3 separate regions of the Mus musculus genome follow, and regions 2 and 3 are each linked to region 1. A link is a contact called in public HiChIP or PLAC-seq data. All regions are on one chromosome and are shown on one strand. Each heading gives the region's core, a stretch centred on a gene start, on an enhancer-like site or on the middle of the called end of the contact. The rest is flanking DNA. Distances are from core to core; before and after follow the strand shown. Region 1 has its middle 26 kb from the start of Tbc1d9. Region 2 has its middle 7.2 kb from the start of Scoc. Region 3 overlaps Zfp330 (zinc finger protein 330).

The links. HiChIP or PLAC-seq counts read pairs in DNA pulled down with a chosen protein or histone mark.
Region 2: an H3K27ac HiChIP or PLAC-seq map of microglia shows a contact between it and region 1, with 6 times the contacts expected there. The contact joins two enhancer-like sites. A contact is called at or near these places in 1 of 39 promoter capture datasets (hippocampal neurons), 1 of 115 datasets of contacts at active chromatin or transcription factors (microglia) and 1 of 9 other capture datasets (embryonic stem cells).
Region 3: an H3K27ac HiChIP or PLAC-seq map of large pre-B cells shows a contact between it and region 1, with 2.3 times the contacts expected there. The contact joins two enhancer-like sites. A contact is called at or near these places in 1 of 39 promoter capture datasets (pre-B cells), 1 of 115 datasets of contacts at active chromatin or transcription factors (large pre-B cells) and 1 of 9 other capture datasets (embryonic stem cells).

The regions. Positions count from the first base shown.
Region 1 is chr8:83,137,129-83,141,628 of GRCm38.p6, forward strand. No RefSeq gene overlaps it. Among named protein-coding and RNA genes, the nearest start is that of Tbc1d9, 26 kb to the right of the region's middle. Within about 2 kb of position 3,098, at least 89 of the 459 cell types and tissues checked have an H3K27ac peak or open chromatin away from gene starts, as enhancers often do. A contact at or near this core is called in microglia, where this site is marked.
Region 2 is chr8:83,447,697-83,452,122 of GRCm38.p6, forward strand. It overlaps a transcript of Scoc not described here. Among named protein-coding and RNA genes, the nearest start is that of Scoc, 7.2 kb to the left of the region's middle. Within about 2 kb of position 2,240, at least 11 of the 459 cell types and tissues checked have an H3K27ac peak or open chromatin away from gene starts, as enhancers often do. A contact at or near this core is called in microglia, where this site is marked.
Region 3 is chr8:82,758,986-82,763,751 of GRCm38.p6, forward strand. It overlaps Zfp330 (zinc finger protein 330), which reads right to left. Exons shown (of 10, transcript NM_145600.2): 10 at 4,633-4,766. Among named protein-coding and RNA genes, the nearest start is that of Zfp330, 13 kb to the right of the region's middle. Within about 2 kb of position 1,881, at least 23 of the 459 cell types and tissues checked have an H3K27ac peak or open chromatin away from gene starts, as enhancers often do.

The DNA.
Region 1 (4,500 bases), core at 1,848-4,347:
ACTGGGTAGAACTTCCCTTGATGACAAAAGTCACAGAGTTTCTACAAATCTTGAGCCCTTGGTGAAGAATTAAACTTCCTTTGGGTACTGCAACCATCTGGACACAGATGGAAGGGTATGAGAAGGAGCAGGGTACCACAGGTAAACAATAGATATACATAGCACATGTCGATCCTGGAAGGAGGAAAGATGGCCTCATGCCCCATCTCTTCCTCTCAAATCTTCAGTCCTTTCTGTCTGTGCCAGAGGGAGTAATGAAGAGGTCTTGTGAAAGTTTGAGATGGGATTCCAACATTTCCCAGGACACTAATGTCTAGATACTAAAAAGAAACTAGCTTTTGGCAGCAGTGTCTAGAAGTCATCTCATTTAATTATATCTATCTACCTATCTCTAATCATCTATTTATTAAGCATGCATATATAGAGAGAACATCTCTCTCTAATGTGTGTGTGTATGTATGTATGTGTGTGTGTATATATATATATATATATGTATATATATATATATATATATATATATATATGTATGTATGCATTTCTTATCAGTAGGGAATAAGCCAATCTTATTTTATAAATTTTATTATAACTTTTTGTTTGGTTGGGGTTTTTGTTTTTTGTTTGTTTGTTTGTTTGTTTGTTTGTTTGTTTGTTTTTTAGACAGGGTTTCTCTGTATAGCCCTGGCTGTCCTGGAACTCACTCTGTAGACCAGGCTGGCCTCAAACTCAGAAATTTGCCTGCCTCTGCCTCCCAAGTGCTGGGATTAAAGGTGTGCGCCACCACGCCCAGCTCAAATTTTATTATTTTTGTATTTATATAATCTTCAGGCAGGATGCTTTTTTTTAGGAAAACATTGCTGATTATGTTGTTTATGGTTTAATTTATTGGGTAATAGTCATTATTTAAATTTTTGTGTATTGTTTAACTGTCCTTAGCTCCTTTCTAATTTGGACTCACTTATTTTTATCCTGGAAACAGAAAGAGTTGTCTTTATGAAAAAGCAGACATCAGCATATGCTCTGTCCCTGAGGATGTGCCTTCACTGCACCACTAGACCTTAAACAGAGCCCTTTCAAACCTTCAAAACCAATTACCATGGTGATCTCAATTAAGAGCTAACTGAAGCATCAAATGCTATGTCTCAAACTGCTTAAGTTACATAGGAAATGTTCAGATCAAATACCCCTGAAGAAAAATCCATGGAAACCAGCCAGTGATGCTATTTTGGTCCCAAGATCACTAAGATTCTTCTGAAGATTATTTACTATGACCAAGTCAAATTGATTTTAGGTGGCAGATCAGACACAGAGAAGAGATAAGGTGCGGGGTGGGGAAGCGTATGGGAGGAGCAGCGGTGTCAAAAGAGACATTGGGGCATTCACTCCCAATCACAGACATTGCTCTTGTGCACCTTAGCAGCTGTGCACTTTGTTTCTCAGCTTGTGGAACTGGCAAAATCCCTCCACCATTCATCCCTTCCTGAGGGCTGGTTTGGGAAAAGGTCTTCAGCATCCAGGGCCCTACAAGTATGACAATGTGTATGCAGGCCTTAAAAATGAGGAGCCTTCACCAGGGAGTCTATGAGGGTGAGTCTAGCTGAAACTCCTAGCACTGGGGGATATGACGGCTAAAGTGACCACCTCCTGCAGCCAGGCAGACTCCTCAGTGGAAGGATAAGGGCACCAACCCACCCACAAAACCTTGCCCTGCCTACAAGAAGTGCAGGGACCAGGATGGAGCAGAGACTGAGCAAATGTTCAACCAATGCCTAGCCTCAACTAGTGAGACCCATCCCATGGCTGAGAACCAATTTCTATTAATAATATTCTGTTAGGCTTGCAGGCAGGAGCCTAGCATAATTGTCCTTCGAGAGGCTCCACTCAGCAACTTACTGAAACAGATGCAGAGACCCACAGCTAAGCATTAAACAGAGCTCAGAAAGTCTTGTGGAGGAGTTGGGTGAAGGATTGAGGGACCTGGAGGACAGGGACTCCACAGGAAGACCAACAGTCAACTAACCTGGACCCTTGGGAACTCCCAAAGACTGAACTACCAACCAAAGAGCATGCATGAGTTGGGTTTAGCTCCCCCATACACACACACACACACACACACACACACACACACACACACACACACACTCACACACACACACACACGTAGCAGACGTGCAGCTTGGTCTTCGTACTGGAGCAAGGCCTACCCTGATTCTGCTGATTGCCTGTGGATCCCATTCCCCTAACTGGGCTGCCTTGTCTGGCCTCAGTGGGAAAGGATGTGCCTGGTCCTTCAATGGCTTGAGGTGCCAGGGTAGATTGGTATCCAGGGGGACCTCCCCCTTCTCAGATGAGAAAGGGAGAGAGCTATGGGGAAAAGGGGTGTGTGAGGGGGTGACTTGGAGGAGAGGGGGGATGTGATCAGGATATAAAGTAAATAAATAATTAATGGAAAGAATAAGGATCCTTCAAATCATCATAACTGAGCTGGGTATGTAGCTCAGTTGGTAGAGTTCTGGTCTAGGGTACAAGAAGTCTGGATTCAGTATCCAGTATGGCACAGGGGAAGCATGGTGGTCCCCTGGAATCTCATCATTTAGGAGATGGAGACTGAAGGATTATAAATTCAAGGTCATCTTCACCTACATACTAAGTTTGAAGCCAGCCTAGGATACATGAGTGTCTGTCTCAAAAAAACAAACCAAAACAAAAAACAACAACAAAGTAGGCAGAGCTCAGACACCCGTCAGTACAGAAAGCTTTGAGAAGGAAAGGCACAGCCACATTTCTTTGTGTCCGTCGTGTGATTCTTTTTCCTGTGAAGATGTGACACAAATGCCCACTCATTCGAAAGGGCACAGTTCCAATAAGAGATAAAAGAAAGAATGGCACCACAGTCCAGCGTGGAATCAGCCAGCTTGCTGGGATTCCTCCCAGGAGTGTGCATAAGATGCTCACAGGAACAGAGATGATGCTAAGGAACTTCATGGCAGAGAAGTCCATAGCTCCGATGACAGCTGCCAAGGCTGCAAGCCCAGAGCTCTCTGCAGGAACTACAAGCAGCTAGACTGGTCAGAAAGGCTCCTCAGAGCACTCTGCTCTCTCCCCATTGCCAAACCCCAACAGCTCTTCACACTGCTTCCTTATCCTTGGCAGGGGTGGGGGCCCTCTGGTGAACCTTGGTTTCAGCTTTCCCAGGATGTGGGAGGTTTGTTTACTCCTTGAGTCTCCTGAGTATGTCTCCTTCCTGGAAGGAAACTGCTAGATGTCACTGTCCAGTCCAAAAACTAGGTAACTAGTTTATCAGGCACTGCCTTCTATGGGCCTTCCCTTGCTAGACAATTACAGGCAGTTGTTGAAACAGCATTGAAAGTTCACATAAATACCTCCACCAGTTGGTCACGTTACAGGGATTATTAGTAAATTCTTCATTTTTTCCATCACTTGTGTAAATCTCATTTTCCTATCCTGGGTTTTGCTATGTTAATAAAACAGGATTTCAAAGTCCACAAAGCAAGATAACAGAACTTAACGACTAGAATTCAGTGTTCTAGCATGAAATAGGGTCTCCCAAACAGAGTCTAAGTAATATATTCTACTACATGTACCACATGCCACAGATGACACCCTCATAGGCAGCTGGTGGTCTTTTGATGTGAGTATATCCCTGCCCCTTTAGAACATCATTGCTGGAAGCCTTAATTTACTTTGACAGGGATCAGGAAGAAATGTCAGCCCTCTGTTTCGAATTCAGTCTTACCCAGCCCCTAAGGGGAACCAAAAGAGGAACACACAACCATGGTGGGGAGGAGGTAGACCAGCAAGTACATGCACCTTCGTAAACATCACCTCCAGACACCACTGTGTCCCACACACAGGCACACAACAGCTTCCCCTCTGTATCCTGAGGCCCAGCCAGCCTCTGCTTCTGCCCTGGTCATTTCACAGGAAGCAGTTGACTTCCTCACAGACAGCACACTTGCCGTTTCACTGACTCGAACTAATAGCTGCAACCTCCAATATCTTCCTTATGTGCCAAGAGCTGGAGTACTGTAAGTACTGTAGTCATTTGCCTATCGCACTCTTAGCTAGGAAGTCCAACTGGGATTGGACACAACATTCCTCAAGAACCCAGATGTCTTCATATTGGTACAGTTCTTTCTGCCTTGAGTTTCCTTTGCTTCTATCCCTTTAAAATAGAAGCGACAATTCAAGACATGTTTTTAAAGTATAACTTCATGTCACTGGCCTCATTTCCACATCATCAGCTTGCTCCCTGTCAGGGTGGAAGGTGTCCCTAGTTAATCACGATGCATCATCTGCCCCATGTCAAGCACACAGCTTCATTACTCACACACAGCCAGACACAGTGGGCACACGGCAACTTTTTGTTGTGCAAAGTCAACATTTGCTGGAAGCTGAGTTGCCCAGTTCCGGTTTTCTGGTTTCAGTTCTGAAGAAGGTTCCAATCACTTGCCCTGTCTGGAGACATACTGTTTTTAACTC
Region 2 (4,426 bases), core at 990-3,489, 310 kb after region 1:
TTAGGATTTTAGTTGCTGTGCCCAACGATTGAGTTACCATCGTTTCTGAACTAAGTTTGTATTGTGTTTTCCTTCAGGCGGCAGCTTGTCTGGGTTCAAGAGAGAAAGGTATGGTGGCAAAGTGTGGGTTTACCAGATGTGCACCACAAAGACCATGAGGGACTTGAAGCACAGGGTTGATGTGGTAGTGACCCACCAGTGGGAACTTAGCAAGCTGGATAAAGAGATTTTGGAGCTCTGAACCAAGAGTCTCCACGAAATAAAAACAGGTCAGCCATTGCCTGCCAGTGCAAGGCTGGCCAGGCTGCCAGGGCAGAGGCACAAAAGTGGGAACATGCCAGTTCCATTTTTTAAATATTTTCCGCAACAGAAAAACATAGATATTTACAATTCACAACAATAGCAAAGGTACAATTATGAAGTAGCAACAAAAATAAATTTATGGTTGGGGGTCAGCACAACATGAGGAGCTGTGTTAAAGGGTCATAGCATTAGGAAGAATGAGAACCACTGAGCTAAGAGTAAACATGGAAGATCAGAGTGGACACAAAAGGCCTTAACAGATGCTCAGAAAATCCTGCAGCGAGACAGACTGAATCACTGGGATTCCTACCCATGGCAAGGAAACTTACGGTCTAAAGCTGTAAGTTCTACAAGTCCATAAGGTACAAAGGACCCAGTGTAGACAGAATCGTTCCTCAAAGGAAGAGAGGGCACACCCTACATTATCTCAACACTTATTTTTAACCTAATTTAATGAAATCAATAATGGTGTTGGTATAAAGATGTCCATACAGAAACAAAACCGAATAGGGCCAGGAAGAAGTGCACGCATTGATTCATATAGCTAACTGATTCTCACAGTGGTATCAAAGCAATCTCATGGAGAGAGGCTTATCTTCAACAATAATGCTTCAACAACTAGATATCAATATTGGGAGGTAAGCCTGAACTTGTACCTCACAGCATACACACACACACACACACACATACACACACACGCACACAAACACAATGTTAATTCAAATGGACATGGTCTAAAATGAAAGCTTAGATTATCAGTTTTTAGAAGATAGAGAAATCTTTATCAGAATTATACTGGAAAATCTTTTTTAACTTTTTAAAAAGATTCTATTTATTTTATGTATCTGAGTGCTCTATCTGCATGCACACCCGTGTGCCAGAATATGTATGAAGTGTTGCTTTGAAGAGCACAGAGAAACCAGGGTTATAATTTTACAACAAAATGGTCCCACTAGGTAGCAAAGCTCTAAAATGCTGGGTTGCTAAAAAGATTTTCTTCAAATTGTCCTAAGTCTCATTGTAATCTACGAGCTGAGATAGACTCTCAGTAACCCTGTGAGATAAAAGAGGTCAGTTTTTGGAGTTCCCTCAGCTTCTGTCAAAGTCTGGGATCTTAAACCACTTGTGAGCTGATGGGCATCTTGTTTTACGGCTGCTGAGAGGCCTGGGCGAGAGACTCGACCCTCCTTACACCCCTGCATGAACTTCATTCTGGGTTCCCCGTCCACGTCTCTGGGTGTCGGGAGGCTGCAGCCGGCCTCCATATGTAGTGTGTTGTGATACAGGGCCAGAACCTTGATCTTGGAGATCTATTGCTTCTCCAGAAAGTGTAGCAAGCTTTTCTTGGCCCAGGGCTGGCCCAGGCATTGAACAGTTACTCTGGAAACACTGTCCATTGAAGTCTGAGAAAGGGCTTCATACTCTTGATATGCCCACAAAAATACAGTGACCCCCAGGGTCCATGGCCCCTAGAGTCCATGGTAGCACCTCTCTCAGGAACCTTCTACCTGACTTGACTTCAGCTCTGTGGCAAATTCCTGTCCCCACCCCTCCATTATATAGCCCTAGGGAAATTTCTCCAAATGTCTCAGCCCGGGAGGGTTCTTTAAGTTTAAAAAGGAGAAGTCCACTAGCCAGAGGCTGGGCACGCATCAGCAGGAGTGATGGCACTTTAGGAATGCCTGTGGCATGAGTCAGGTGGCCTTTTGTAGCTTACTCCTTCCTGGCCTTTCTTTTACACCATTTAATCTAACTTCTCCACACTTCCAAGTAAGAGCCTTGGCTGGGGTGAGGGCAGTTGGTAATTTACCGAGCTAGCATGAGGACTCGAGTTCAGTTCCTATGACTTGTGGAGACAACCCCATGTGTGGTAGTGAGCACTTTTAATTCCCTTGTTGGGGAAGAGATTGTTAGACCCAGGCTGGGTAGAGACTGTCTCACAAACACTAGATAGAGTGGGCCCCTTAAGGTTGCCCTGTGGCCTCCACAAGCACACTAGAACAGGGATATGTGCACCAACACAGAAACGCATGCACATATGGGGGTGTGAACAAAAACCTACATGTGATTTGTTTTAAACAATTGGCTAAACTGATCATTTCTAACCACAGGGAAATAGGCCCAAACCACCCTCTGCTTGTCCTGGCAAAGGCAGAAAGTTCTGAAAAGCCTTGCCACTAGGGGGCCAAGGCTGGTCTAAAATCCAGCAGGAACAAGTTTAAGTCTTAAGAGAACTTAAGCTATGGGGGGGGGGGGGAGGGGGGGGGAAGAATTCCTGAAGTTGAGCACAGAATCCAGTATGCCTCAGACTCATTCCCAACAAGAGTCATGAACCTGGGTTTTCCTTGTGACAGTGTGAGTGGATCACAAACAAGCAGCTCTCAGTGGGAGGGAACATAGTACACGTCTCTCTCATCCACAGACGAGACATCTGCCTGGATCATTGGTACAATGTCTTTTCCATCCCAAGAGCTTTATGCCAAAATAAATGTTACTAGATATTTGCTAACAGCTCTCATAGATCACAGTCCAATCAGCAGTTTAACATTTCATGCAAATATATTTGTGGTTCTCCTTTAGATTTGGTGTAAAAGGCCTATCATGTCCCCTTAGTGCTGTATTAGGGAAATGACAGCCCTAGGCTCAGGCAGACACATGTTATAATCCCAGCACTTGGGAGGCAGTGTCAGGAGAGCTACAGATTCGTGACCAGCCTGGACTACATGGGCCGACTGCACCTCAAGTCTCTGTCTTAAACAAAGCACATTTACCTTTGCTGTGCCACTTCAGACTACAGAAACAGAATTCAGGTTTTCCCTTTTATGTCCTCAGGGAAAACAGGATAAACAGAAGGGAAGTGTTCTGGCCTGCATGCATAGCAACTGGAGCTGAACAGAAATCCCTGCATCTGATTTCTTATATTCCTGTGTTCTGTCTACAAATGGAGCTCCACTGCCCAGCACCTAAATGCAGTCTTGAAACTCTGTCTGGATGGGTATTCCGCCCTGGGGTCTTCATTTTTCTGAGTTGAGAGAAGCATGGGTGCTTGGCATGAAGGGACAGCACTGGGTTGCCACACTGTCTTTTCCCCTGAGAGTTCAAACTGCTTTCTATCAAAAAAAAAAAAAAAAAATCCCACTGCTTCTCACTGCACCTGGCAGAGGGGCAGAGAGCTCCAGAGGTGGTGGCTGTCCAACTTCATAGAGCATGCAAGGACAGCTAGGGGTTAGGGGGAAGTAACCTCAATAAAAGAAAGAGCCCTAAGGTCTCCATGTTGGGGATGGCACACTACTGACCTCTAGTGGTAAAACTAATTCAAAAACATTTCTTCATACGCAGAACTTTATGCTTCATAATTTATTCATACGTTATGTGACATTTTCTGCTTGTTAAATGACCTTGTCGGCACAGGGAGATTTGTGTTTCTCTACTCAAAAGGCATGATTTTTTTAAATTTCTGATAGAACATTTTAGCCGGTGAGTTGTCAAAAAGATTTGAGAGGTTTTGGGGTTTTTGTTGTTGTTTTCCATCCTGTGTAGAAAATGAGATCAGAAGAATAAAGTCCCCCCGACTCTCTGCAGGATTGAGACTGAAACTCTTTTTTTTTTTTTTGAAACTATGAAACTGTTTTCTTCCTTTTATTTTGAAAATGGTATCATTGGACAAGAATCACAGTTAAATGGAAGTTATGGTTTCATTGTAGAATAATGGTATATAAAAAGTACACTGTCTATTTTTTTTCATTTTTTATTAGGTATTTAGCTCATTTACATTTCCAATGCTATACCAAAAGTCCCCCATATCCACCCACCCCCACTCCCCTGCCCACCCACTCCCCCTTTTTGGCCCTGGTGTTCCCCTGTACTGGGGCATATAAAGTTTGCAAGTCCAATGGGCCTCTCTTTCCAGTGATGGCCGACTAGGCCATCTTTTGATATATATGCAGCTAGAGTCAAGAGCTCCGGGGTACTGGTTAGTTCATAATGTTGTTCCACCTATAGGGTTGCAGATCCCTTTAGCTCCTTGGCTACTTTCTCTAGCTCCTCCATTGGGAGCCCTATGATCCATCCATTAGCTGACTGTGAGCATCCACTTCTGTGTTTGCTAGGCCCCGGCATAGTC
Region 3 (4,766 bases), core at 631-3,130, 380 kb before region 1:
AATAGAGCTAAATGGAATAGTATTATCAATTTAGAATAAGAATTACGGTAATGTCTATAAAATACAAACATCTTCTCAAAAATACAGACTGGAACAAGTGACTTAAGAAGTATGTAGTCCCCACAGCAGGTCTTTAAAAGGAGTTGTGAATTTAGGAAACACATTTTAGATATCCTTATTGTTATGACTTGGATGTGGTGAAACACCACCACCACGGGCTGGTGTGTGTAAACACCTGCTCCTCTTCTGTTGATGTTGCTTCCCATAGCAACACGTACTGGGGGTGGGGCTCAGCTGGAAGAAATGTCAGAAGGAGGTGGAGCTTAGCTGGAGGAAGTGAGTCTTGAGGAGGTGGGCTTTGATGTGTTACAATGCTTGCTCCCCAAGGGTCTCTCTCCCTGCTTCCTGCTTCCCCATCCTCCACCCCACTTGTGAATGAGCACCTAATACTCCTGCTACTTTAGCTTGCTGTTTCACACCTTGATGGGCTATACCTTCAAACCATAAACCAAAATAAGCCCCTCTCTGCTTATGTTGCTGCCAGTCATGGATTTGATCCTAGTAACCCAGCAAGTAATGAATACACTTTTTAAAATTTTGTTTTTAATGGGCTTGTGCTGCTCTTCAGAAGATCCAAGTTTGGTTCCCAGCACCCATGCCGGGAGGCTCATAATCATATGTTAACTGCAGCTCTAGGAGATAGGGCACTCCCTAATCCCCCACAAGCACGTGCAAGCGCAGGTGGACACACACACACACACACACACACACACGTAAGATACGTTCACTCAGATACTTAAACATTAATAATTTTAGTATTGTTTATTTTGGTCTCTGTCTGGCTTCCCCACGTGTGGCTCACCCTTCAATTTCTGGATTGATATTAGAGTTTTCCCTAATTACCCTAGATTTCACTTGTACCCTTCTGTATCTTTTGCTTTGTTTTGTTTTCTTGTAGTTTTTATTAGGCATACAGTTGGCTCGGTGTTAGTGACTTCTACCCATGGATGCTCAGTTTCCTTGGAAAATCCCTTGGAAAACCCCTTATTAAATGTGCAATCCTGGAGGAGCAAGGCTAAGGAGCGAGGATGGGGAGGGAACTGTAGCTGTCCTTTATTTTGCATTGCCTCTTCTTATCAAGCCCTAAGAACTTCAGTGATGCCTCCTTCAGCCTTAAACCTTTCATTTCTATTTTAGCAATAGGTCTGTGGCAAATGCTAACTGAACCTTTACTTTGGCTTGAAGGGAAAATGCAGTTCTTTGCTGCCCACGTCAGATTATGAGTTAGCCATGGTACATAGTATATTACTTTGCCATTTCACAAAATCTCTTTAGCAAAAGCCCCCTGCATAAATGTACAGTTTATGCTCTAAATCCTAAAGAATTTTCAATGTGTCTGATTTATCACCGCAGTGTTTCTGATCCCACAAAATATGATTAGAACTTGACATATTGTTCTGTTTTTCGAATAGTTCTCATTAGGCAAATAAGTAGCCAAGGTCATCCCTGGAGCACCATGGTGCCCATTGCTATTATTTGCTCTATGCACTTTCTGAAACGGACTAATATATTCTGTAGGAGCAGAGGCTTGTGGGTGAGTAATGACGGTTATCCTCAAATAAATCAATACAATATTTCAAACACATCACATCAATACAATATTCCAGAAAAAGTTTGCCAAACTAAACACAAAATGCAGAGTCAAATATATTTGCTCATGTACTTCAGGGACCGTGATTAGATCCTGGATAAGGATATTAACTAAATAGTTATTTGTCAAGAGTTGAGCCATGTTGAGCCAAAACATGTCATCTAAACACTACATTACATTCATTCAAAACAGCACTTGGCAGCTGCAGCCAACCCAGAAGCTGCCTTGTGACTCCCAAGTCAGTTGATTTTGGTGGCTTCACTGGTACCATGACTCAAGCCTTCATCTGTATAGGATCTAGGCATTGTGCTTTTCACAGATGGATACCTTGGCCATGTGCACCCGTGGCTATTCATAGGCATCCTTAGAAAGCCCAAGAATCCCCTGGGACACTCTAATTCCTCCACCAGGTCTGCGTTTCCTTCTGGTGGCTAGTCATTCATCCCCGCCAAGACACTGGGCTCTTGGCTGTCTTTCACACCCTGGACGGAGCTACAATACTGACGTGGTAGGCATAGTTTGTAATAAAAAGGGCATTTACTGGGTCCTCTGCCCAAGGTCTCCTCCTGAGGACATAAAATTCTAGGTAACCAGTAACCAGAAGTACGGATATGTAGATATGAAGACCATCTCTGCATCCTTATCCCTAAAAGAAACAGCACACTCTGCCATCACTCTTGGTGACACATTGTTCATGATCCTTGTCAACAGTGAAAACGGCATGAGAATAGTTCTCTAATTTGAATACCATATATCTCCCAAAGGCCCATGTGCTTGTCTCTCGGGATGGTACTTTTCAGGATAGTAGAATCTTTTAAGATAAGTCTTTATGTCATTGGGAAAGTAGCCTTGAAGGGTAAAGTATGATCTCAACTCCTTTCTCTCCTTTGCTTCCGGGTCCCGAGTTGAGGTTTTGCTCACACACGCTCACCATGATATTCTGCCTCTCTGCAGACCCAAAAGCAACAAGGCAACCCATCCATGAACCAGAACCTCTAAAACTGTGAGCCAGAAGAAGCCTTTCCTCTCATCAATGGAGTATCTCAGTTATTTTGTTAGAATGATTCAAAACTAAGAGTTTTAGGGGCCTCTACTTACTTCTACAAATCCAGTTTAAAAAAAAAAAATCTAAGTTTAAATTTAGCAAAAAGTCCTCCATTTGTGATGCCACACACATTGAGACAATTTGAGTATCAATGTTGGTACAGATACTAGGTCTTGAAAGGCTTTTTAAATAAACTTTGGTCTTTTCTCCACTGGTAAAATTACTAGAAAACCAATGCAAATATAGAACCTTAGGGACTTTATTGGGGTAGCAGATTATTTAGTTATCATTGTTACTCTGACCAAATACTTGACAAGCAACTGAGCATTTTTGGCTCATGAGCTTAACCACCTTCCACTAGAGTGGTAACGGAGAACTTGTCTGTTACGTGGCCTTCCTCTTGATTCTCCCTTTTGTTTGGCCACTCAGCTCCTGTTGTACTAACCCTCATAGTCCTGCAGGTTGCATCTCGGCTGTTCTCATTTTGAGTCTTTATACTGTACCCTGACTTTTGGTAATTGGGCACATCATTTAGCCACTAGTTTCTGTCTGACGTGCCATCAGCCCACTGAGTTCTACAAGTTTCCCTGGTAGCCAAATTGGTCTACAGAGAGCTTTCTAAACACACACATACACTAACATCAGAAGACAACTTGCAGGAATCAGTTCACTCCTTTCACCATGTGGAATCCAGGGATTGAATTCAGGGCATCAGTCTTGGTGTTCCCCATGCCCTTTCCCACCCACCTCAGAAAGCCTGGCCACAAATGGGTTATTAATTTAACTATGCTTCTAGAAGCCATCCTGGGAATGAATTCTGACAATCTCCCAGAATCCTAACCATGGTGTTATATCCTCTAACAAAGTAACTACTGTGTAATCTAAGACCCGGATGGCAGGGGAAGCCATCACACTAACTTTCTCTTCTGATCCTCTTCAGCAGTGGCACCCCTAGAATATCGCTCTGGCTCTTCCCAATGCAGGATAATTCTTACAGCTCCCGTTTTCTCAGGTCTTGAGCCTCCCTGTGTTTTGCTTAAGCTGCAAAGGCTCCAGGTTAAAAGGCCATGCTCTCTGGAAATGCCTCTGCCTGAGGGGCTCCTCATCATTAAAGATCTTCTACAGCACCCACATGCCTCAGTCTCACCTGTCAGGGGTGCTCAGGTTTCCCAGAGTGCCCTGACCAGCGTGTGACATACTCCTCTGGACTGGAAGACACGAAAAGTCTTTTCCTATAAAGCCAGGGGTCCTCTTGCTTCCATTCATACCTCATGTCCTCCTGCACCTCTGATGTTCTTACAAAAATAATGATCTAGAAATTGTCACCCAAATTTCTCCAAATACCTCTAATTCAGCAGTCCAATGTTCTCCCTTTGACTAAGGTTATGGTTTCCACATAAAATCCCCTAGACTCTTGTGTTCGAATTTCCACAGCTGGTGGTACTATTTGGAAAGGCTCCTTTTGGAGGTAGAGCCCCCGGTACATCCCTGTGGACTTTAAGGCCTTACAGGCCCATCCCATTTCCTGTTCTACTTCTTGACTAATGATGAAATATGACAAATTGCTCTATGGTCCTACCACCTCACCTTCCCTGCCATGACAGACTAAATCCTCCTGGAACTGGAAGCCAAAATAAACCCTCTCTTCCTGAGTTGCTCTGGTAAAAGGATACTGTCACAGCAGCAGGAGAAGCTGAGCTGCCCAGTAAGCACAATATCCTAAGTCATTATTAATACAAGGAGGAAGCAGACACCTGTGCCCCGACCGTCAGGTCTCCATTTATCACTGAAGACGGGTCAATACTACTTATCTTTGTGGCACATAATTCATCTCAGATTACTATACCAACATTAGGTCAAAACTCATTAGTTTATAGAAAAATACTTAAATGTTTTCCAAAATAAGTTGATAAAACAAGAACTCAGTACCAAAAGTACTCAAGTATAATACTAACTTTATTGTAAAATGAGATTCTCTGGGTGAAGCAGCAGCAACACTAGCCCTGCCTGCCATTATGTGGATGAAAACAGCTAGACTTCTGTCTGTCAGTGAGACAGTAACAAGCACTG